Linked DNA regions of Mus musculus: all the other regions are linked to region 3. The links are chromatin contacts, called in public HiChIP or PLAC-seq, capture Hi-C and promoter capture Hi-C maps. All regions are on one chromosome and are shown on one strand. Each heading gives the region's core, a stretch centred on a gene start, on an enhancer-like site or on the middle of the called end of the contact. The rest is flanking DNA. Distances are from core to core; before and after follow the strand shown. Region 1 holds the start of Phb2 (prohibitin 2). Region 2 holds the start of Lrrc23 (leucine rich repeat containing 23). Region 3 holds the start of Phc1 (polyhomeotic 1). Region 4 holds the start of Wnk1 (WNK lysine deficient protein kinase 1). Region 5 holds the start of Lpcat3 (lysophosphatidylcholine acyltransferase 3). Region 6 holds the start of Grcc10 (gene rich cluster, C10 gene). Region 7 holds the start of Usp5 (ubiquitin specific peptidase 5 (isopeptidase T)).

The links. Promoter capture Hi-C pulls out the DNA fragments that hold promoters and counts their contacts. HiChIP or PLAC-seq counts read pairs in DNA pulled down with a chosen protein or histone mark. Capture Hi-C pulls out chosen DNA fragments and counts their contacts.
Region 1: an H3K4me3 HiChIP or PLAC-seq map of embryonic stem cells shows a contact between it and region 3, with 6 read pairs. The contact joins the promoter of Phb2 here to the promoter of Phc1 in region 3. A contact is called at or near these places in 3 of 39 promoter capture datasets (hippocampal neurons, pre-B cells and stem cell-derived epiblast-like cells), 1 of 115 datasets of contacts at active chromatin or transcription factors (embryonic stem cells) and 1 of 9 other capture datasets (liver).
Region 2: a contact with region 3 is called in a capture Hi-C map of embryonic stem cells, with 5 times the contacts expected there. The contact joins the promoter of Lrrc23 here to the promoter of Phc1 in region 3. A contact is called at or near these places in 3 of 39 promoter capture datasets (cranial neural crest, hippocampal neurons and pre-B cells) and 1 of 9 other capture datasets (embryonic stem cells).
Region 4: a promoter capture Hi-C map of pre-B cells shows a contact between it and region 3, with 2.6 times the contacts expected there. The contact joins the promoter of Wnk1 here to the promoter of Phc1 in region 3. A contact is called at or near these places in 2 of 39 promoter capture datasets (liver and pre-B cells).
Region 5: an H3K27ac HiChIP or PLAC-seq map of extraembryonic endoderm stem cells shows a contact between it and region 3, with 8 times the contacts expected there. The contact joins the promoter of Lpcat3 here to the promoter of Phc1 in region 3. A contact is called at or near these places in 4 of 39 promoter capture datasets (hippocampal neurons, liver, pre-B cells and 1 more), 3 of 115 datasets of contacts at active chromatin or transcription factors (astrocytes, extraembryonic endoderm stem cells and large pre-B cells) and 1 of 9 other capture datasets (intestinal organoids).
Region 6: a contact with region 3 is called in a promoter capture Hi-C map of pre-B cells, with 7 times the contacts expected there. The contact joins the promoter of Grcc10 here to the promoter of Phc1 in region 3. A contact is called at or near these places in 4 of 39 promoter capture datasets (cranial neural crest, frontonasal cranial neural crest, pre-B cells and 1 more) and 3 of 115 datasets of contacts at active chromatin or transcription factors (astrocytes, embryonic forebrain and embryonic stem cells).
Region 7: a promoter capture Hi-C map of pre-B cells shows a contact between it and region 3, with 5 times the contacts expected there. The contact joins the promoter of Usp5 here to the promoter of Phc1 in region 3. A contact is called at or near these places in 5 of 39 promoter capture datasets (cranial neural crest, embryonic stem cells, liver and 2 more) and 3 of 115 datasets of contacts at active chromatin or transcription factors (astrocytes and embryonic stem cells).

What each region holds. Positions count from the first base shown.
Region 1 is chr6:124,710,993-124,713,878 of GRCm38.p6, forward strand. It overlaps Phb2 (prohibitin 2), which reads left to right and starts at 1,297. Exons shown (of 10, transcript NM_007531.2): 1 at 1,297-1,571; 2 at 1,712-1,796; 3 at 2,070-2,149. The coding sequence starts at 1,445. It overlaps Emg1 (EMG1 N1-specific pseudouridine methyltransferase), which reads right to left and starts at 1,186. Exons shown (of 6, transcript NM_013536.2): 1 at 884-1,186. The coding sequence starts at 1,051.
Region 2 is chr6:124,778,378-124,781,077 of GRCm38.p6, forward strand. It overlaps Lrrc23 (leucine rich repeat containing 23), which reads right to left and starts at 1,350. Exons shown (of 8, transcript NM_001302555.1): 1 at 1,273-1,350; 2 at 635-769; 3 at 440-549. The coding sequence starts at 751.
Region 3 is chr6:122,338,196-122,340,947 of GRCm38.p6, forward strand. Phc1 (polyhomeotic 1) reads right to left here and starts at 1,462. Exons shown (of 16, transcript NM_001355215.1): 1 at 1,403-1,462; 2 at 277-285. The coding sequence starts at 280.
Region 4 is chr6:120,037,212-120,039,911 of GRCm38.p6, forward strand. Wnk1 (WNK lysine deficient protein kinase 1) reads right to left here and starts at 1,444. Exons shown (of 28, transcript NM_001199084.1): 1 at 1-1,444. The coding sequence starts at 421.
Region 5 is chr6:124,661,760-124,664,523 of GRCm38.p6, forward strand. It overlaps Lpcat3 (lysophosphatidylcholine acyltransferase 3), which reads left to right and starts at 1,345. Exons shown (of 13, transcript NM_145130.2): 1 at 1,345-1,600. The coding sequence starts at 1,450.
Region 6 is chr6:124,739,815-124,742,514 of GRCm38.p6, forward strand. It overlaps Grcc10 (gene rich cluster, C10 gene), which reads right to left and starts at 1,255. Exons shown (of 3, transcript NM_013535.2): 1 at 1,106-1,255; 2 at 705-881. The coding sequence starts at 1,157. It overlaps Rnu7 (U7 small nuclear RNA), which reads right to left and starts at 1,472; the gene lies at 1,411-1,472.
Region 7 is chr6:124,828,233-124,830,932 of GRCm38.p6, forward strand. Usp5 (ubiquitin specific peptidase 5 (isopeptidase T)) reads right to left here and starts at 1,252. Exons shown (of 20, transcript NM_001326594.1): 1 at 1,053-1,252. The coding sequence starts at 1,163. Cdca3 (cell division cycle associated 3) reads left to right here and starts at 1,944. Exons shown (of 6, transcript NM_013538.5): 1 at 1,944-2,041; 2 at 2,271-2,418. The coding sequence starts at 2,299.

The DNA.
Region 1 (2,886 bases), core at 47-2,546, 2.4 Mb after region 3:
CCCAGCAAGAGAATGTGTGTGTGTGTGTGTGTGTGTGAGAGAGAGAGACAGAGACAGAAACAGAGGGGAGCAGGAGTTTGGGAGGGAACTTCTGGGCCTACACATTGAACAAGTTTAGCTCTGAAAGGCAAGACATACAAAAGAAGGAAGGAGCCGGGCGGTGGTGGCGCACGCCTTTAATCCCAGCACTCGGGAGGCAGAGGCAGGCAGATTTCTGAGTTTGAGGCCATCGTGGTCTAAAGTGAGTTCCAGGACAGCCAGGGCTATACAGAGTAACCCTGTCTCAAAAAAACAAAAAGAAAAAAAGAAAGAAAGAAGGAAGGAAGGAGGGGGCTGGAGAGATGGCACAAACTTTCTTGTATAAGACTCAAGTTAGGTTCCTAGCACCTTCATGAGGTGGCTCATGGCCACATGCAGACTTGCATGCATAAATAAAGGTAAAGTAAATATTTAAGGGGGAGGGTAAAAAAGCAAAGACAAAGGCTTTTTAAATAATCTGATCCAGACATACTTCAGAATAGGTAAATACAGAACAAGCTGCCAGTCAAGCCCCATTTAACAAAATAAAGCATCAAGTCCTTGGTAGTAAAAGGCTGGGGAAGTCACTGGCCTTTGGAAACGTGGGAACCCTCAATAGACAATGCTTCCCTCATTTTGCATTATACATCACAGACTCCGTGATAAGTCAACTAAAAGCAAGGCGAGGGCTGAAATGAAAGTCCAGAGCAAAAGGACTACCCCCAGGATATCAACAGCCTGGAAAACTAGGTCATTCTTCCAGAGCAAATTTCAAGGCTCCGCTTTTCCATGCACTCTGCGGCCCTGGTTCCCACACAATCTGATCCATCAATTCCCTACCTCCGCACTCACTGTTCAAAACTACCTTGACTGTCTCCAGACTGGCCCCTTCCAGCACCACAATGAGCCTCCGGCCTCCGCACTTGCTTCCTGCCCCAAGCCGGAGCTTCTTAGGCGGCGTAGTCTCCCAGTCCTGCTCCTGCACTGAAAATCGCCGCTCACGAGGTTGGAAGCCACCACTGGCCGCAGACATCTTGTAGGCAGACCGGAAGTTGCACCGAAGTCCTTAAGTTAGAACTTCACGTCCGTCCTCACGGCCAACTTCCTTCGAGCTGCCATTTTGAAAGAGGGCGCTCGAAAATGGCGATGCCCGTACGGAAGCCTCTCCGGGAGGGCACACCATTCCCCCCCACCAAGAGGCGGGACTTCCGGATGCGCCATTCCTGTGCGCGGAGTTCAGGGCCGCCCGGGCGGAGGGGGGCGGGTCCGGAGGGAGGCGCACTTCCGGTGCCCTTTCTCCCGCGAGCTCTAAGGCCGCCGATCCTCGTGTGCAAGGCGAGGTCTGTAAGCTGGAGCGGGGCAGAGGCTGGCGGGCACCCCCTCCTGACCGCTGGTGCCGCCGCCGCCGCCTTCGGGAGGATCAGACATGGCCCAGAACTTGAAGGACTTAGCTGGACGCCTGCCCGCCGGGCCTCGGGGCATGGGCACGGCGCTGAAGCTGCTGCTGGGGGCCGGGGCGGTGGCCTACGGCGTCCGCGAATCCGTGTTCACCGGTGAGCAGCCTCCTTCCGCTGGCCGGACGTTGCGGTCCCCAGACCCACGGTCCTGCTATCCCCCAGGTGTCCCCGTCCCACCTACGCTGACCAGCACTCGGGCCAGTAGCCTGCCCTGACTCCCACCCCTCTCTCCGCAGTGGAAGGCGGTCATAGAGCCATCTTTTTTAATCGTATTGGTGGCGTGCAGCAGGACACGATCCTGGCCGAAGGCCTTCACTTCAGGTAATGGCGGGCAGAGCGAACAGGCCCTGACCCTTCACCCTTGACGGCTGCAGCCAGACTTAACAATTCGGAGCTGCTTTACCCCTTCCTCACGCCTGCTCTTGAGGACAGTGGCTGCCTGAAACTCCAGCAATGCATAAAGGGCTGTTCTCGACTGGGAAGAGTCCTTGTGGTCGTGGGGAGGAACAGGCCCAAGGACGAGTGGTGAGGGGAACCATCAAAATCAATAAAACTGCAGTTTCCCAACTCCTGTCCATGACCTCTCCTCTCCAGGATCCCCTGGTTCCAGTACCCCATCATCTATGACATTCGGGCCAGACCTCGAAAAATCTCCTCCCCCACAGGCTCCAAAGGTAAACGTGGGCAACTGGGAGCCTCAGGGCACGTGGGGAAACAAATGTAAAATGAGCCTGGCCAGGCTGCCAGAATTGGTTGTGTTTCTGAGGTCTTGGTTTCTACGTCTGCAAAAGAGCCATGCCTCACGGTTCAAAAAACGGTGCATTCCAGTACTTGGCATGCATGCACGTTTTAACGTTACCTTCTGCCTAGCATAAAAGGGATAAGAGTTGCCTTTCTTCCTGGCTGCCTAGGTCCAAGTCTGTTTTTAAGGCCTTTTTTTTTTTCTGTTGATTTGTTGATTACATCCACAGTACACCTTGCTCTGGAGAAAGTGCCCCCACTCTTCACTAGCTGTTGCCCTGTAGACCATAGTTAGAAGGCCTGCCTTTGAGATTCCCCAAGCCTGGGCCTCATTCCCATGTACACACCGAGGCAAGTAGCCCACAGAAGTGTGCTTCTCTGTTGCTGTTTGTGGTGTGTGTGGTTTATGCGTTTGCTAAGCCATAGGCCTTGGAAATAAAACACAGTTCTGGTTCTCAAGGCCCTAATGGCAAGGGGGAAACCCAAGATTATGCTGCTTGGTGGAATCCACTTTGGAGGAGGAGTAGCAATTTATTAAAAAAAAAAAAAAATAGCTGTACTGGTGGAAGGTCCATAGAAAAGATTCCACAGTAAACAAGGGTCTGCCTCGCCCATCCATGTTGTTCACATGCTCTGTGTTGACATGACTATCTTCCTGCTGGAGTGCTAG
Region 2 (2,700 bases), core at 100-2,599, 2.4 Mb after region 3:
CCGGAAAGGATAAGAACCCAGAGAGAAACGGCACAGGTGCTAGGACAGAGAGCAATGCAGAGAAGCCTTGTACTGGGATGACAGAGACGGAGGGGAAGAGGAGGCAAGTGGGGTTTTCTTCTTGTTTTTCAGTGCAGAGATCAAAACTAGTGCCTTGCACATGGCAGACGACCTTTCATACTACTAAGCTACATCTCGGAGCCAAACAGAGACTCCTCCACAGAAGCTTCAGTGTGTTGTTTTTGGTGCTGGGAATGAACCTGGAGCCTTGTGCATACTAGGCAAGTTCTCCACTGCTAAGCTACCCTCCCAGTCACCTAAGAGTCCCGGACGGACGTTCTGAAAAGCGAAGCCCACCATGTCTTCCCATGAGCTCTAGCCCAAACACTCAGGAATGAGAGAGGGAAGGCACGAGATGCTCCCGTCTCGCAGTCCTCACCTGTCCTTAGCCTCCAGCTTAATATAAGCGTGAGCCAGTCCACTGCCAATCTTGCAGAGTAATGAGAGCCCTTCCTTCATCATGGCCTCCGTGATGGGGGTGGGCAGCCACTGTAAGAGGTGGGGAATACAGGCATCCCTCTCCAGCTCCCCTCTAGTCCCGAGCCCCGGGAGCCCTCCTGAAGCAGGCTCTCACTTCCTCAGAGGCTTCTTCTGTCTCTTTCCTGTAGTCTTCCCATTCCTCTATCTCCTTGTCACTTTCCACTTCATCCTGTTCTGCATCAACGTCATCCACATCATCTTCATCCGACATCTTTCTCTGCCCTGCGCTCTGGAGTCAGATGAGACTCAGTCCTGGTCCTGAGAAAGAAGGTCTTAGCTCCCACCCCCCCAACCCTCCAGTCCCTCACCTCCAGCTACAGGTGCCCTATACAGTCTGTCTCCTCTGAACTCCCACTTGTGCATCTTTCCTCATGCTGGAGACCGTCTTTGGACTCCCAGTCTCTGCTCGGAGCCTCCTCCCACTCCACCCCTGCTCCCTTCAGGACACTTTCCCACACTCCCGGACTGTTCCTGCTGTCACTTGCCTCCAACAGTGTCCCAGCAGCCCAGCGTCCTCCTTCCTCAATTCCCTTTGATACAGTTCTACATGTCCTCCTAAAATCTCCCCTACCTACTCCTCCTCCCCTTCTTTACCCACACCTCACCTCCGGGTTGGGTTCCCTTCCACCCCAACCCCTCTTCTAATGCGGCCTCTTTGCTTAACACCACCATTTCCCTGACACGAAGTCTTCAACCCTCCAACCCAGTTCGCCTTCAGAAGTGGGCGCAGACCCTGACTCTGCTCCTCTAGAAGTAGTTAAGGAGAGGATCTTTGTGCTGAGACGCCAAGACTGTTTTTTTGGAAGACGCAACGGGGTAGCCGGAGTTATTTATTGTTGTTATGGCAACAGGGGCGGGACGCTTAGCTTTGCAGCCAGCTTCCGTTGAGAGTTTAGAGTACCTCAACCGCAAAGCAAAAACCCTAACGCCCCTCTTTCCACCCTCAGCGGGTAGCTCAGTAGTTGCCAGGTTACGAGGCCAAATTTCTAATCCCAGGAACCAGGAGAAGGCGAGAAAAGAGTGTCAAGGAGTTAATTGTCGGCGGACATAAAACAATGGTCCAATATTAACAGCAGCACTGAGAAGCGGGAGGGAGGCGGGGCTGGCCATTAAGTCCTTAAAGCAATTAGATGTCCGGATGCAAAGGAATTGGGCTTTAAGACTATACCTAAGAAGCAAAAAGGAGATGGATGAGGGGGGAAAGGCACGAAGAGAAGCAAGAAATACTAAGTTATGGGATTTGTTGCTGGCCGGGTTCCGCTCATTTACTTCGAAGGTGGCCTGGTGGTGCAAACCTTTAAGACCCAGCTTTGCGACCCCTGCGACCCCCTCTGGCAGGAAAGATAACTCAGAGATTAAGGGCCCTGGCTGTTCTTCTAAAAGACCCAGCTCTATTCCCAGCACTCACAAACCATCTGTAACTCCTGCTCTAGCGATCTGATGCCATCTTCTGACCTCTACACATAAAATAATAAAATTAATACATCTAAAAAATAAAAGGTCTGGCTTGGAGTCTTGGTAGATCTGCTGATTACTAGCAGTCCTCTAGAATTCTGTAGAATAAACGTAACGTTAAGAACTGGGAGGAGTCTGCTGAGTTACTCTGTGTCTTCGCTGTTGCTGTTTTCCTCTGAAGCAGCAGACTTTCTATGTAAGCCAGGCTGCCTCGAAGTCACTCCTTTCCCAGCCTCTTAAACACTGGGATTACAGGTGAGCGCAACCATGCCCAACTAACACTATCTTGTGGAGTCTAAGGAAAAGAGAATGCTTGATACAGGAACACATGGGACTAATTGTTACCTGCTTTATATAAAATGCAAATTGGAGGCTAGATGGCTCAGGGGTTGAGAGCACTCGTGCAATTGCAGAGTTTTCAGCACCCACAAAAGGTGGCTCCCAACCATCTAGGACTCCATCTCCAGGGGATCCAATGTCTCTGGCCTTCATGCACATACTCTCCCCACCCACACACACATACACACACAACCATACACTTGGGTAAACTAATCTTTTTAAAGATTGCAAAGTGGTCTGATGGAATATGTGTGGGCTGGAAGTCAGAAAGTGTTCCTTTGGATCAGTCGAGTTTGGGGAACGTAATCGACAAATCTGTTCTCTTGGTGTCAAGGAACGGGAGCTCTAGCAACAGCGGTAGCTTTA
Region 3 (2,752 bases), core at 212-2,711:
GGCTATCTCTAGTTTCATTAGATGAATGGATTTATCTCAGGAATTAATCCCAAACAAGTAAACAAAAGTCAAAAGTCTCAACCTTGGCCCCTGAAGTGGAGTTTTCTCTGGATTCTCTTCCCAGCATCTCTACATCACTTAACTCTGGGACCGAACAAATGCCACTCCACACACGGATAAAATGAAAGAGGTACAGAGAGGGTATTCTATCAACTTCAGTCTACCTTTCTCCCCACATCTTTTGCCAAAATATCAAAGCACTAAACAGATACAGACCCATGAATCCTCAATATCAGCATGTGAAGGAAAAAAAGTGGGTAAGGATTAGAGGCAGCATGGCACAGTTGTACAGATTACTGGAGTTATCTCACTGCACTCAGAGACGTAAGACCCTGTTACTTGCAATAGAGCCTTATATAAAACACGTTCATCAATTCGATGACCCCCTCATTTCCCCCAGATAATGAAACAGAGAGGGCCAATTTTAAAGTCTTTTCACCAGGGAAACTGCCATCAAAAACCTCGCAGGCACACAAATCTATCTTAAAATCCTCATTTTTCAATGAATGTTGTGAGTTCCAGATTCAGTATAGAAAGTGAAGAGAGCACACCGTTTAGGTGGCAAACTCAATCAAAAATTAAAACTAAGAGTCAAAGGCCACCCTAAACGTTCCCACCTTTTGGGTGTGGGTGTGTTTAAGGACTCAACTGGGGAAGACGCACACCGATGGGAAGGAACTAGAAATTAATATTGAGGTAGACATACTACTGGGCCTATTGGGTCAGGTGTTGGAAGAAGTCAATACCCTTGAGTATAAAACTCTGTTGCAGTAAGAATGGAGTGAGAAGCAAGGGTTGAGGGGCGCCTCGGAAAGACTCCCAGGGGTTCTTGTTCTTCACAGAAGCGTGATTAAAAAAAAAAAAATGCATTTCCAAAGAGAAATCAAACACACCAGGAGAAAGGGGTGGATACAGTGCTGTGCCCGAAGCGAGCGGACTTGGTAAGCAGGGAAATGTATATTCTAATAGTAGGGAGCCAAGCAGGGGAGGCACAGAAGTCGAGGAACTGGGAGATCGGGGAGCCCGGCGGAGCGCGAGAAGCAGGGAGATAACCAGACAGCATGCTCGGATGGAAGGACCAAAGTCGGGGAAGGGAGAAATGAATGAGAAGCGGTCAGAGGCAACGAGGTGACGGACAGACAGCACCGAGCACAGCGAGCGCAAAGCACGAAGACCGGGACGCGCAGCACCCAAGCACCGCAAAGCGCAGCAGAGCGGGAGGCAGGAGCGCGGCTGGGGGAGGTACCTGGGCGTTGCACACGCCGAGGTGGCTGAGGAAACATCCCCGCGCCGCCGAGACCCCGGGATGCGGCCCCTCCCCGGCCCGCGGCCGCCCGGTTACCTTCGCGCCCGGCTCCGCACCCGAGTCCTCGCGGGGGGCGTCCACCTCAGGGGCGGGGGAGGGGGGGGGGGTCGCTCGGCCTCGGCGGCGGCGCGCCGCCTCCTCCCCTTCCTGGAGGGGCGGGGGCCCAGGCGCGGTGGGAGGTGCCCGGCGCGGCCGCCGCTCCCCGCCCCTCCCGCCGTCCGGGTGCTGGCCGCGCCGCGGCTCCGCCAGGCCGGGGGCTCGCGCGGGCCTGTCACTTCCTGCCCCGCCGCGAGGGTGGGGGGCCGAGGCCGGGGGGCCGCGGGCCGGCGGGGAGGGGGCTGCGGGGAGGTGCTTCCGGGGCAGCCGACCCCTCCTCCGGCCCGCCCCCTCCCCGCGCCCGCCCTCGCGCGCGTCCCTCGCTTCCTGTCGGCGCCCGTTGCCATGGCGACGCTGCTCCCCGGCCTCCGCGCTCTAGGCCCGAGTGGGGTTTTTTTTGTTTGTTTTTCTTTTTCTTTTCTCCCCCTGGCTCTGGCTCTCTTTCTCCTCCTTTCTTCCCCCCTTCTCTCTCTTCGAATTCCGCTCGCCGTCTGAAAGCAGACGTCTAAGAAAGCGCTGGCCTCTAGAGGGGGACTCACCTCGGAGAAGAGAGGGAGATGGGGAGAGGGGAGGGAAGTGACGTGAAAGGGGGGGAAAAAAAGAAGGTATTTTCTGCAGCTTCTGGGAATAGGGGCTCGAAAGAAAGGATCAAAGGGACCAGCAGGCACAGAGGGAGGAAGCGGAGCAAAGACCCTTGAGAAACGACGGCCTGTGAAAGGAAATAGAGCAAAGGGAAGGGAAGAGGAGAAAAGAAAAACTTTGAGATAGAGGGAACGGCGAGAGAATGCTGAGTGTTTAATCCCTCGCCCCAACTCCAAGAAGGCGGGAAACAACGCCGCACAGAAACTGAACCCGTTAGAAGCAGCAGTTCATTAAAAAGCAGGAACCTGAAGCAACTTGCTTTGAATAATACTTAAGTCTGTGACGTCAGGGTTGATTGTGTGCTTCGGAATCTCTTTAAGTCACACGCACACGTGAAAGAATCACAACGCCCAAAACAATGGAAAAGGCGGGGTGTAAAGAGATGAACAATGGTGCTGCCTTTGGGAAGGCTGAGCATATGGTGGGGGAGGCCCGTTTTATTTGCAACACAAATTTAACAGGATTTAATTATTCTCAGTCTCTCAGAGCTCTTAGAACACCTACTGTGTGCTGGCCACTCTTGGAAGCTTTTTTTTTTTTTAAACCAGAGCATTGTTAGCAAAGACAGCTGCTCTCCTTAACCTTTTACCTGCCGTAGGGTGTTACCTTGTGATAATAGCTGGGATTTGTATCTTTTGCTAACCTCAG
Region 4 (2,700 bases), core at 194-2,693, 2.3 Mb before region 3:
GGGAGGCAGCAGCCGAGGGTTGCTGAGACACCTGGGAAGCAACGGTGGCGGTCAAAGTTTCCTCTCTGTGAGGTTCGGGTGGAGCACTCTGGGGCACCACTGCAGGTACACTAGGTTGCGGGATAGAGAGAGGGAGGCCCGGCAGCTCCAACGCGGTGGCATTGGAGTCGCAGATGACGCTTCGGCGGAAGAATCGGTGCTCCGTGGGGGTGGTGGTGGCGGCCGCCCCACGACTGTCCTTGTCCATAGTGTGCCGGCGGCGCCGATATTCCTCCGTCCTGCCAACTCCCGAGTCGGCGACCGTAGCCCCCAGTTTCTCGCCCACGGAAGAATCGGAGCTTGAGCCATTCTTGGGGACGGGCGCCGGAGGCGTAAGGAAGCCCGGAGTGCCGCTTTGCTTCTCGGCGGCACCGTCAGACATGGTCGGTCCGATGGAGTGAAGAATGCGGGCTCGGATTTATGAATGAAAAGGGAAAAGGGTGACCCGGAGAAGCCACCAAGAAGTGCTGGGCAGCGCTCCTACGGCGGGCTCCGAACCACCGGACGACTCCCACTCAGCACTGACAAGGCGCCCCGAGGGCGACGCGGGACACTGAGTCCGGCTGCTGCGGCGGCTGCTGCTGCTGGCACCGAAGCTGCTGCGGCTCACGGGGCGGGCTCGTCGGCGGGCTAGGAGGGAGCGGAGCCACGGGGGTTAGCGCCGCACAGTCCGCATCCATCCTGCAGCGAGCGGAGGCCGGTAGGGCTGGGGCAGCAGAAGCGCCGCAGTCATGAGGAGCAGGGCGCGGAATTGGCTCCTGGGCGAGAGGATGCGACCCAAGTGAAGACGGCTAAGCTCCCTCCGCTGCCGCTGCCGCCGTCGCCGCCCGCCCGCCGAGCACGGCGGGATAGGCCCTGAGGGCGGAGGCACAGCGCGCGAGGGACGAGCCCCGACGCCGGGCGGTGGCAGCCCGGGGCACAGGAGTGGGAGGGGCCGCGCAGGGGAAGGAGGGCCGCGGCCCGGGTTCCCGGTCGCTCGCTCGCTCGCTCGCTCGCTCGGCCGCCGCCTCAGGCAGCACGCGCCCCGGAGAGGGGACCAGTCTCAGAGGGCGCCCATCACTAGATGCTGAGGGCCGAAGCCTCGAAGCCTCGAAGCCTGAGGAGCGGCCCCCCCCGTCCCCGAGGCCTCCCCGCCCGCCCCGGGCCTGGCGAACCTCTTCCCCTCTCTGGCCGGCGCCGGGGGCAGAGGAGGGAGGGAACTGTGGGGAGGGGAGGGCCGCTCACCGCGGGGCCCGGGCTCCGCTACTTCTCTGGCCAGGAGGAGAGGAGACCGAAAGAACTGGGAGGAGGGGGAGAGGGAGAGAAAAAGAGCAGTCACCCCACTAGGCGCCTTCTGTCAGCGAAGAAGGGAGTACGGAATAGCCGAGCAGAAGGAGCGCGTCCGCCCGGGAAAACTCTCCGCTTTAAATGGCGCCGATGTCTGAAGCCTCCACACAGCCCGCTTGGACCCCGCCCCCCGCCGCCCGGGGCGGCCCCGCCCACATCGCGCTCGGGGGGCTCTCGCGCAGGCGTGCCGAGCTCGAGGCACGATGGGATTTGTAGTTTCGCGGTGAAAACCGTGAAAGGAACCCGGGAGGAACGCGCCTACTACTTCCGTGATGCCCTGCGATTGCTCTAGCCTGGTGCCTCCTGGGAATTGTAGTTCCTTTTTTTGAAAACCGCCCCATCTGAAAGCCTGATGGGAGCGTCATCGTGGGTCGCTCAATTCCGTTCCAAACTCAGTGCTCGCTATCAAAATCATTATTTAGGAATCAATTGCAAAAGAAGAGAAGAAAGGAGAAGAAAAGAAAGGAGAGAATGAGAGACTTCCGTCATGTTCTGCTTAGATAGCTCGTAGAGCTGCCATGCAATGAAAAATGATGTTGTTCGTCTTTAATGGAGAGCCTCCTTAGTGTTGTGACTAGGGGTGTGGGAGTGGAGAAGGAGGTAAAGCTGAATAACCTGAGCCTGAATTCGAAGACTCCCAGAAAACTTTGTGAAGAGTGCACATACCATCACTGTTGATTAGATGGGTGAGGGTAAACAAAATATATTCCATCCTTCTCTTCTTCACAACAACTAAAGCCGCATGCTCATCTCCAGTTTCCAAACAAGTACTTTGGCTGCAAAGATGGGCTGCCTACTAAATAAAACCCAGGATCAGAGCGAACCTCTTTGCTTTGCCGGAAACTTAACGGGAACGGGAGGTGTAGGGGGCGGGGAGAGGCGGGTGACAAGCATGGGAGGAGGTCGAGTTCGAAGATATTCTACATCTTTAATCTTTGATTACAAACTTGAGAGGACATAGTTGACTTTTGCCTCTATATTTGAGTAAAAATTATTTTCCTTTTGTTTTCTTATACCCTGCCTCGGTGGCTCAGTAAAACATCCCCTTTCTGTACTACACTTGCATATGTACACATATGTAATTTATACCAAGGCGCGGATCTCCGGAAACCTAGATCCGTGCAGTTTACAGTAATGGAATTCTTCTCTTCAAAATATCTTTAGTGCTTCCTGGACCACCTTTGCTACTACGTAAGATTATAGTTGTGATGAGCACCAGGGGGCACCAGACAGAGTAGGAAACCAAATTTATGAGCCAGATGGCAGTTACAAGTCTTAACCCAACCGGTGAGAGCGGGAAGCGCTTAAACGTACGCAACCGCACCCGAGCGTGAA
Region 5 (2,764 bases), core at 95-2,594, 2.3 Mb after region 3:
CGAGCCAGAGAGATAGCTCAGCGCGTTACAGCACTTGCCAGCACTGAGTTCAATCGTCAAAATCCACATGGCAAAAGACAGAGCAGTCTCCTGAAAGTTGTCTTCTGGCCTTCATGTGTGTTCTGTGGCAAAAACTAGCCCTTCCTCCAACATACCCCAATATATACACAAATAAATGTAAAAAAAAATGCCTTTAAGTATAAATAAAAGGACATATGAAAAGGCAGGAGACATAGCTCAGTGGTCCAATGCTTCCTTAGCACACGTAAAGCCTACGTTCAATTTCCCAGTAAAAAAAAAAAGGGGGGGGGGGGGCTGGAAAAAAGTATAAAATGCCATGGAAGTGTAAGCCATAGCTGAACTTTTTAGGACAAGAACTTGTGAACCCCTTTGTTACACACCCCATACACTGTCACTTTCCCTGGGGTCAATCAGTGGGAAGTGACACTGCATAGGAGGAAAGGGCTCCTATTTTGCTTCATGCCTCTAGTGCTTGAACTTTCATCAGGAACATACATTACTTAAGCCGTGACAAAACTAGCCTAACTGTTAATTAAAGCGGCAAGTGTTAAGTAGGCTCTTTTTAATATAAATAGGCAGATCCTAATTTCATTGCCTCCGGAGAGAAGGTCCGTTTTACTATAGAAAGGGAACTCTGCATAAGGACTAGGGTTGTAGCTCCGGCAGGAGAGCGTGCACGCGGCACCGGTTCGAGTCCCAGTACTTGAACAACCGAAAAGGACCTGCATCGGGAAGAGCTACGTAGCATTAAAGGGTGTTCTTGGGCCCCTGGGCTCCCCCAGAGCCTTCAGGAAAGGGCTGGGAATGCAGGACCCTCGCTCTCCCCCCCTCCCCCGCCCCCGAGGAGACACCGTTAGGGGGCGCTCGTGGGGTGACAGCAGACATTCGCTCCGCTCCGTTACATGCCCCAGTAACCCCAGCGCCGGCGACCGAGAGTAACCTCGCGGTCTGGTGACGCCCCCGCCCCCCCCCGCCCCCCCCCCGCCCCGACTCTCGCCTGCTCCTGTCTCAACCAATGGGAAGGCAGCGAGCAAGCCGGCCGGACACCCGTCCGACCCACTCCTGCCCGGAGCCGTCCGGACCGAGTTGTACTGTCACCTCGCCTCGCGCTCCCGCCTGCTCCAATAGCAGCTGGGTCGCGATCGCAAGCCCCGCCCCGCCCCGCCGGCCCGGCCCGTTTCCCTTCCTCACGGGAGTCACCTTTGCCTTACAAACGCTCGGCCCCGCCCTCTTCCTACCTTGCTGCGCTCGGCCCCGCCCCCGGCTGGCTCGACCAATAATCGGGTGGGTCTAGAGGCTCTGGGCGGGCCCGCAGCCAATGCGCACGCCGTGGGCGGGCCCCCGGCCGGAATTGGGGGTGAAGCCACCGCGTTCTGCCCACATTCGGGGCGCGGAGCTGGGGGTCCCCGGGGGGCGCCCGCAGTTAAGATGGCGTCTACAGCGGACGGGGACATGGGAGAGACGCTGGAGCAGATGCGGGGGCTGTGGCCGGGTGTCGAGGATCTGAGCCTTAACAAGTTGGCGACGTCTCTGGGCGCGTCGGAACAGGCGCTGCGGCTCATCTTCTCCATCTTCCTGGGTAAGGACCCTCCTGCCTGCCTCTGCCCCCTCGTGGAGTCCCAAGGAAATGGGCAGAATGGGGTCTGGGGACAGGACCTGTCTGTCTGCCCCGAACCTGGGACCCAGGAGGGCTTGGGGGTGCGGGTCATCAAGCACACCAGCCAGCTATCGAAGGGAAGACAAGTCTGGTCTCAAGTCTGGGGGCCCGTACCCTCTGAACCTCTTCCCATTTTCTTTGGCCCATACTGTGCCCTTTGGCTCCTCAGTCACCTCCCGCCTTGTCATCGATATGCCGGACTGTGCCCTTGCGACCTATGTCTGTCTGTGGCTCTCAAGAGTTCGACTGTGGCCATGAGTACTACTTATTTGTTATTAACAGCTCCCATCATGCGCTCTCCTTACGAGAGGCATAGGCCCTCGAACTTAAGATATTTTAGCCCTACGGGCCTCCTCTGCCCGATTATTTCATACTATGTCTTCTCGGTCTATTTTGTGTATTGCCAACGTATAGTGTACTTTCATCTCTTTTCTGTCCACTTTCTAGTATTTTCTTGTACCATATTGCTTTCCCCCTTAGCCGCCCACCTGTCATTTACTCTGGAATACATTCTTACACTGGGCTTGGGAAACAGCACTATTAACAACCTTAAAAACTCCATGCTTGTTCCAAGGGACTATTATTCATATGGTTCAAAGGATGTGATGTACCTGAATTTATGTCGCAACAAGCTGTGTTATATATTATATATATATTTTATAGTCTTTTAAAAACCGCACTCTTCGAGGTTTTTTAATACATGAGGTAACGTGGTATGATGGAAAAAGTGTGGACTTTGAAGTTAAAGGAGTCCCACTCTTTACCGTTTGTGAGTAGCAACCACTCTTGTCGCTACTCACAAACGGTAAGACCCCCCAGGCAAGCCATTTAACTGCTCCGCATCTAATTCTCTTATGAGATGAAGACAGCCGTGCTTAGCATTGGATCGCTGTAAAGTCCGGTAAGAATTCTTAGGTCAAGATCAGTGATCAGAGACTCGATTCAGTAGGTTTTTAAGTCCTTGGAACTTTTGGGGAAGGCTGCATAACTTTAACCTGAGAGAGGCGTAAGTAGAGGGTTAACTGTAGGAAGTTTGAGATAAATTGGGTGTGGTGACTTATGCCTTTGCGGCTCAGTGCCCTGGGA
Region 6 (2,700 bases), core at 5-2,504, 2.4 Mb after region 3:
CCTCAAGCAGCCTGATTTGAAAGAGACTCCCTGGTAGTCCTGGCTAGCTAACAAACAAACAAACAAACAAACAAACACAAAATTAATAAACAACTGTCCTTGGGAAGAGAGGGCTCAACCTGCCACACCAAACCTATTAGCCAAAAGGCAGACAAGAAAGAGTTCAGGTACACGAGAGAGTTCAGGTTAGAGCTGGGCCCAGTGACTCAAGCCTGTCACTTACTCAAAAGGCTGAGAAAGGTGGGTCTCTGGTTCAAGGCCATTCTGGGCAACTTACTGCGATCCTGACTCGGGGAGAGCTGGGAAGTTCGAGGGCCATGGAGAAACACTTGCCTATGTAGGGCTTTGGACTCTAGAGCCAGAACTTTTGTTTGGTGGGTTTTTGTTTTTTCAAGACAGGGTTTTCTTTGTATAGCCATGGCTACCCTGGAACTCCTCACCCTACATACCAGGCTGGCCTTGAACTCAGAGACCTGCCTGCCTCTGCTTCTCAAATGCTGGGATGAAAGGCCACTGTGGCCATGCCTGGCTTCAAGAGCCATAACTTTTCAGGCGGGGCTTAAGTCTAGTCCCTGAACTGTGAGTGGCAATGTTTGATGTGACTGCCGCCCTGTGGCGAGAAAAAGATCGATCGGGGGGGGGGGGGGGCATCATCATGCGTCCCACCCCCAGTCCATTCCTTTGCCAAGCCCTGTGGGACCCACCTTCCCCGTCGCAGCTGAAGCCATAGGCTTTAATAACCTCTTGTTGGATCTGTGTGGCTACGGGCAGCACAAATTGCAGCATCTTGCCCATATCGTTGCACGCATTGTCTCTAGCCTCGTCCATGCGCACGGCATTCTCTGGGGCCGAGAACGCTTGAATCACCTCCGCCAGGACCACTGCGAGACGGAAGCATCCCAGAGAGGTCCGCGGAGGACGGCGGGCGAGCCCAGAGGAGGGAAGAGGCAGGGAATTAGTGGGCCGAGGCCTGCAAGCAACCCGATAAGCTTGTCCTCCCAACCCTTCGCCCTAATGGGCAAGGGCCCCACTTGGAGAGGCAAAGAATAGTATCGCGCCCTCCCCCCAGAAGACGGCCCACACCCAGACTAGGCTCTTTCCTCACCCTTGGCCTGCTCCGCGCTCAGGGCCGCGGGCTGAGCCGAGGCGGACGCCATAGAACGCCACTCGGTGCTTGAGTAGTGGGAACACAGAAGAGATCCGGAGAACCCTGCAGCCAGCCACCTCCCCCACGGATGCAGGCCAGAGGAGGCAGAAAGGAAGCGGGACCGCACGAGGCGGAAGTCTCAGAGCGTGGCTCTAGCACATACGCGTTTCCTAGGAAACCAGAGAAGGATCAAAGCCCCTCTCACACACCGGGGAGCGGGGAAGAGAACTGTTTTGCTTTCATTGTAGACCAGTGAAATTGGGAGGGGTTTTCCGACCGAAGTCAGAAAACCTGCTAGACAAATTCTAAAAGAGCTGTAACACTTGCGGAAGTGCGTCTGTAGCGAGCCAGGGAAGGACATCAACTCCACTTTCGATGAGGGTGAGATCAAGGTGCCATTTCCACACCCCTCCACTGATATGTGAATCACAAAGCACAGTTCCTTATTCGGTTCGATAAACAATATTCTAAAAGACTATTAAAACCGCTCGTTTCTTGAGTTTGTGACCGCTTGTAAAGGCTATGCAAATGAGTCAGTGCTGATTGGCTGAAAACAGCCAATCACAGCTCCTATGTTGTTAAAAAAAAAAAAAGAGCTTCGCGAGATTAAAGGCTTGGAGCTAAAGCCGAAGTGAATCGGACTTAAGTAGTGGCAGGCGATGTGGCCCGATGTCTTGTAGTCTCATCCTTACAAGTTCCCCACACTGCAAAGACTCTGGAACATCAGGCCCGACCGGGCATAGCGCCACATTTCTGTGATACCAGCACAAAAGCTGAGAAGTTCAAGGCCAGCTTGGGCTCCATGGCCCTGCTTCATTAAAAATAGAGGGGTTGCAAAGATGGCTCACCCTGCTTGGCAATTCCTAACTGCCCTAACTCCAAGCTACAGGGACCCAACAGCTTCTGGTCTCTTTTGAGGCCTTGCATTCATAAGCGCAGACATGAGCTCATACACCTAACTATTAGTAAATCTTTTACAAATACTAATCTTATTGGCCTCCATGTTATACACCTTTAACTGTTTCAAATCATAAACTATGCTGAGAAGGGATTCAGATCTCTGAAACTGTCTCTGGAGCACTCTGGTGGCACATTATGTCAGTGATGTACTTCCAAGGGCTGAGTAGGTCTTAGATTTGCTTATGCTTGCTGTGCGCCTATTCTTGCTCTGAACGGCCTCAGGAGCCTGAACTCCCCAATCTAAAGGTCTAGGACAGGGCACCCCATAAGTATAGCTGAGCATCCAAGATCAAGAAGAGCCTTGTCAGGTTAAAGAGATGGCTCAGGGGGTTAAGAGCACAGACTGCTCTTCCAGGTGTCCTGAGTTCAATTCCCAGCAACCACTTGGTGGCTCACAACCATCTGTAATGGGATTTGATATTCTCTTCTGGTATGCATGAAGACTCTTGTAAAATAAATGAGTAATAAAAAAGAGCCTTGTCCAACTCCTAAGTTTCCATAAGAAAACCCCATTCATCCCTTCCCACTTCCCCTACAACAACCAGACCTCTCTCCCTACCCACCCCAACACCCTACCCACTGCAACCACCCTC
Region 7 (2,700 bases), core at 2-2,501, 2.5 Mb after region 3:
ATTATGCTGCTATACTTGGCACTGGGGATGCATTAATGAAGCCTTTCCAGTCTGACTTGCAGTTTTCAGGCCATGAGCTGGTCTGGCTTAAAGCTCTGGGCAGGGCCCAACAACCGCTAGAGGGGAGGGGTGATGAAGGGGGCGGATCCCAACCAAACTGCGGCCCTTTCAGTTAGGGCCTGAAGGCTCCTCTCTGGCTGAAGATGACACAGGAAGGCAGAACTGCAGGAAGGGAGGTACAAGGTGGAGCCTGCAGAACGTGAAGCACGGTGTGGGTGGCGGCTTTGTCTAACTAGACAAGAGTGGGAGCAAGACGAGAAAGGGGCCTTAGCATCCTCCAAAGAAACCCTTTCTAAGGAATACTTGAGAGAGGGGTTGTCTCGGCAACCTGTGAAGGACGGAGGAATGGGAGGGGTCGCGGCTATAGTTCACTTCAAAGGAAAAAACGACTAGAACTCTCCATTGGGTATTTTTCCTCCTCCCTGACCAATGGCCCACCTCCTCATCCCCTGTCCAAATTAACCACTAGTGGAGGCTATTTAACTCAGTGTTTCTCTAAATCGGACTTCTTCACAGATTGGCATCCTCTTCCAGACTAGAAGCTGCAGGATACATACCTTCCCAATCTCAACCCTTGCCCTGAACAGCGGGGAGTCGCCCCTACTCCTCCCACATGAAACTACAAAACCCGGAGAGCCCTGCGCAACGTGCAAGGCCACATTCAAGGGTTTTTCTGGGAGTCGCCTGGGGGATGTAGTTCGCCGTACGGGTTACAATTCGAACTTAGAATAGGAACTAGGGACATGGCCAACTACAATGCCCATAATGCTTCACGAGACCAGGAGTGGGCAAGGCGAGAGCTGTAGCTTCCGGGAGTGGTAGTCATACTACAGCTACAGAGAATGAAAAGCAAAAGCAGAGAGGTATGGAGAAAACTACAAGTCCCAGGGTGCATCGCAAGGAGGCGGTAGCCCAAGGTTTGCAGGCCTGGCCGAATGACCAGGGCAATGGAAGGAAGTCGTGGTCGTCGCGGGCGTGGGGAATGGGCTTACCGGCGTGTCGAAAGAGAAAGCGCACTCGTCTTTATGGACCCGGTCTCCCGCCTTGGGGACACGGATCGTCGGTAACACTGACAGCAGCGCCTCTTCACTCAGCTCCGCCATGACACCGGCAGCAGCTCCTCCTCACACAGCAGCTCCCACTGTACCTAGTACCGCCCCCCTCCGTCTCTCGCATCCAATGAGCGCGACTCAGTGTGCGCATGCGCTAAAGGCAAGACGCGCGAGATCGGCAGTTGGACCCAGCCTGCCTCCTGGCGCTCCACCCTCTGCCCCCACTCAGCGAATACCAATAAAAAGCGCCGCGGGTACAACTGATGGCCGAAAGGACCAATCCTGCTCTCCCAGGGCAAGTGCTCATGTGGCGGTTCCAGGAGGGCTGGGAGTTGCAGGAGCTGTGATTCAAGGACTCTAGAATGCCTTACGTGCAGAGCAGAAACTGTGAATTGTTTAAACGCATTGATTACTGAAACTTTGCCAAGGACTCGTCCAATCAGAAAGCACTTGTCTTGGTATTTGAAAAGCAGTAGTCAATGAGGCGATTTTGAGAGATGCGTGATAACTCCGTCAACCAATAAGGATGGCTGTTTCGCTTTAGACAAACCATATTAACTCCGTCTCCAGCTGGCTTTGTGCATACAGTCTGATAACTCATTCTATTTTGTTTAATGAAACAGAAAGGCCGAGTGGCACCCATCAAGTCCACCGCTGTCAGGCTGATACTAAACAAAAGTCCCCAGCTCACGGAGCCACCACCGGAGGGCAAGCCAGTCCTCAGCCCATTGGCCAGTCCTCATGATAGACATCCTTCAGACCAATGGCTTTCTGCTCCGGAAGGCGCATTTTCCACAACTGGCCTATGAGAGTCTGCTTCGGCTTAGCCAATAGGGTCGGGGCAGGGGGCGTGGAGGGAAGTTTGAAACTCCGGGCTTTGGGAGTTATTTCTCTAGCTGGTGTTCGGGCAGAGGTCGAGCTGGGGCCCGGTAAGTAATGTGAATGAATTAGTGGTTAAATACGAAGGCTCCCGCAGACCTGACTGCTCTGTTAAAAATCTCCATTCGTTATCCTTGCAGAGTTCTCTGGGCTAGCGACCCGGAGGTTCCTCTGCTGGAAGCTGGGAAGATCGGGTGGGTATGGGGTCAGAGGTCCGACACGGAAGCAGTAAGCTCTGAGTCTCTTCTGACGGACGTCCCTTCCTCTGCATCTGCACAGCCGGGCCCCGTCCCCAGCCCCAGTGGAGATGGGTTCGACTCAGAGCGTCTCAGGCACTCCAGCACGGCCTCTGCCACGCAACAAGCAAGTGGCTCGAGTAGCAGACCCTCGTTCACCTAGTGCTGGCATCCAGCGCACTCCTATTCAGGTATACTGGGCTGGGCTGGGGAATGCAGGGAGGCTGTCTGGATGCGGGCCTCTGCCTAGCTTGTTTACATGAGCCCTCATTCCCACTGCCACTGGAACCCTACTTTCTCCATCCCTCCCCCTTTTATTATTTATTTTTGAGGCTCTAATATAATCTTGTCATATCTGCCTGTCCCTCCCTCCAAACCCTTCCGTATACCCCTCCTTGCTGTCTTTCAAATACATGATCTCTTTTTTCATTAGCTGACTTTCTGCCTTTTTTTTTTTTTTTTTTTTTTAAAGA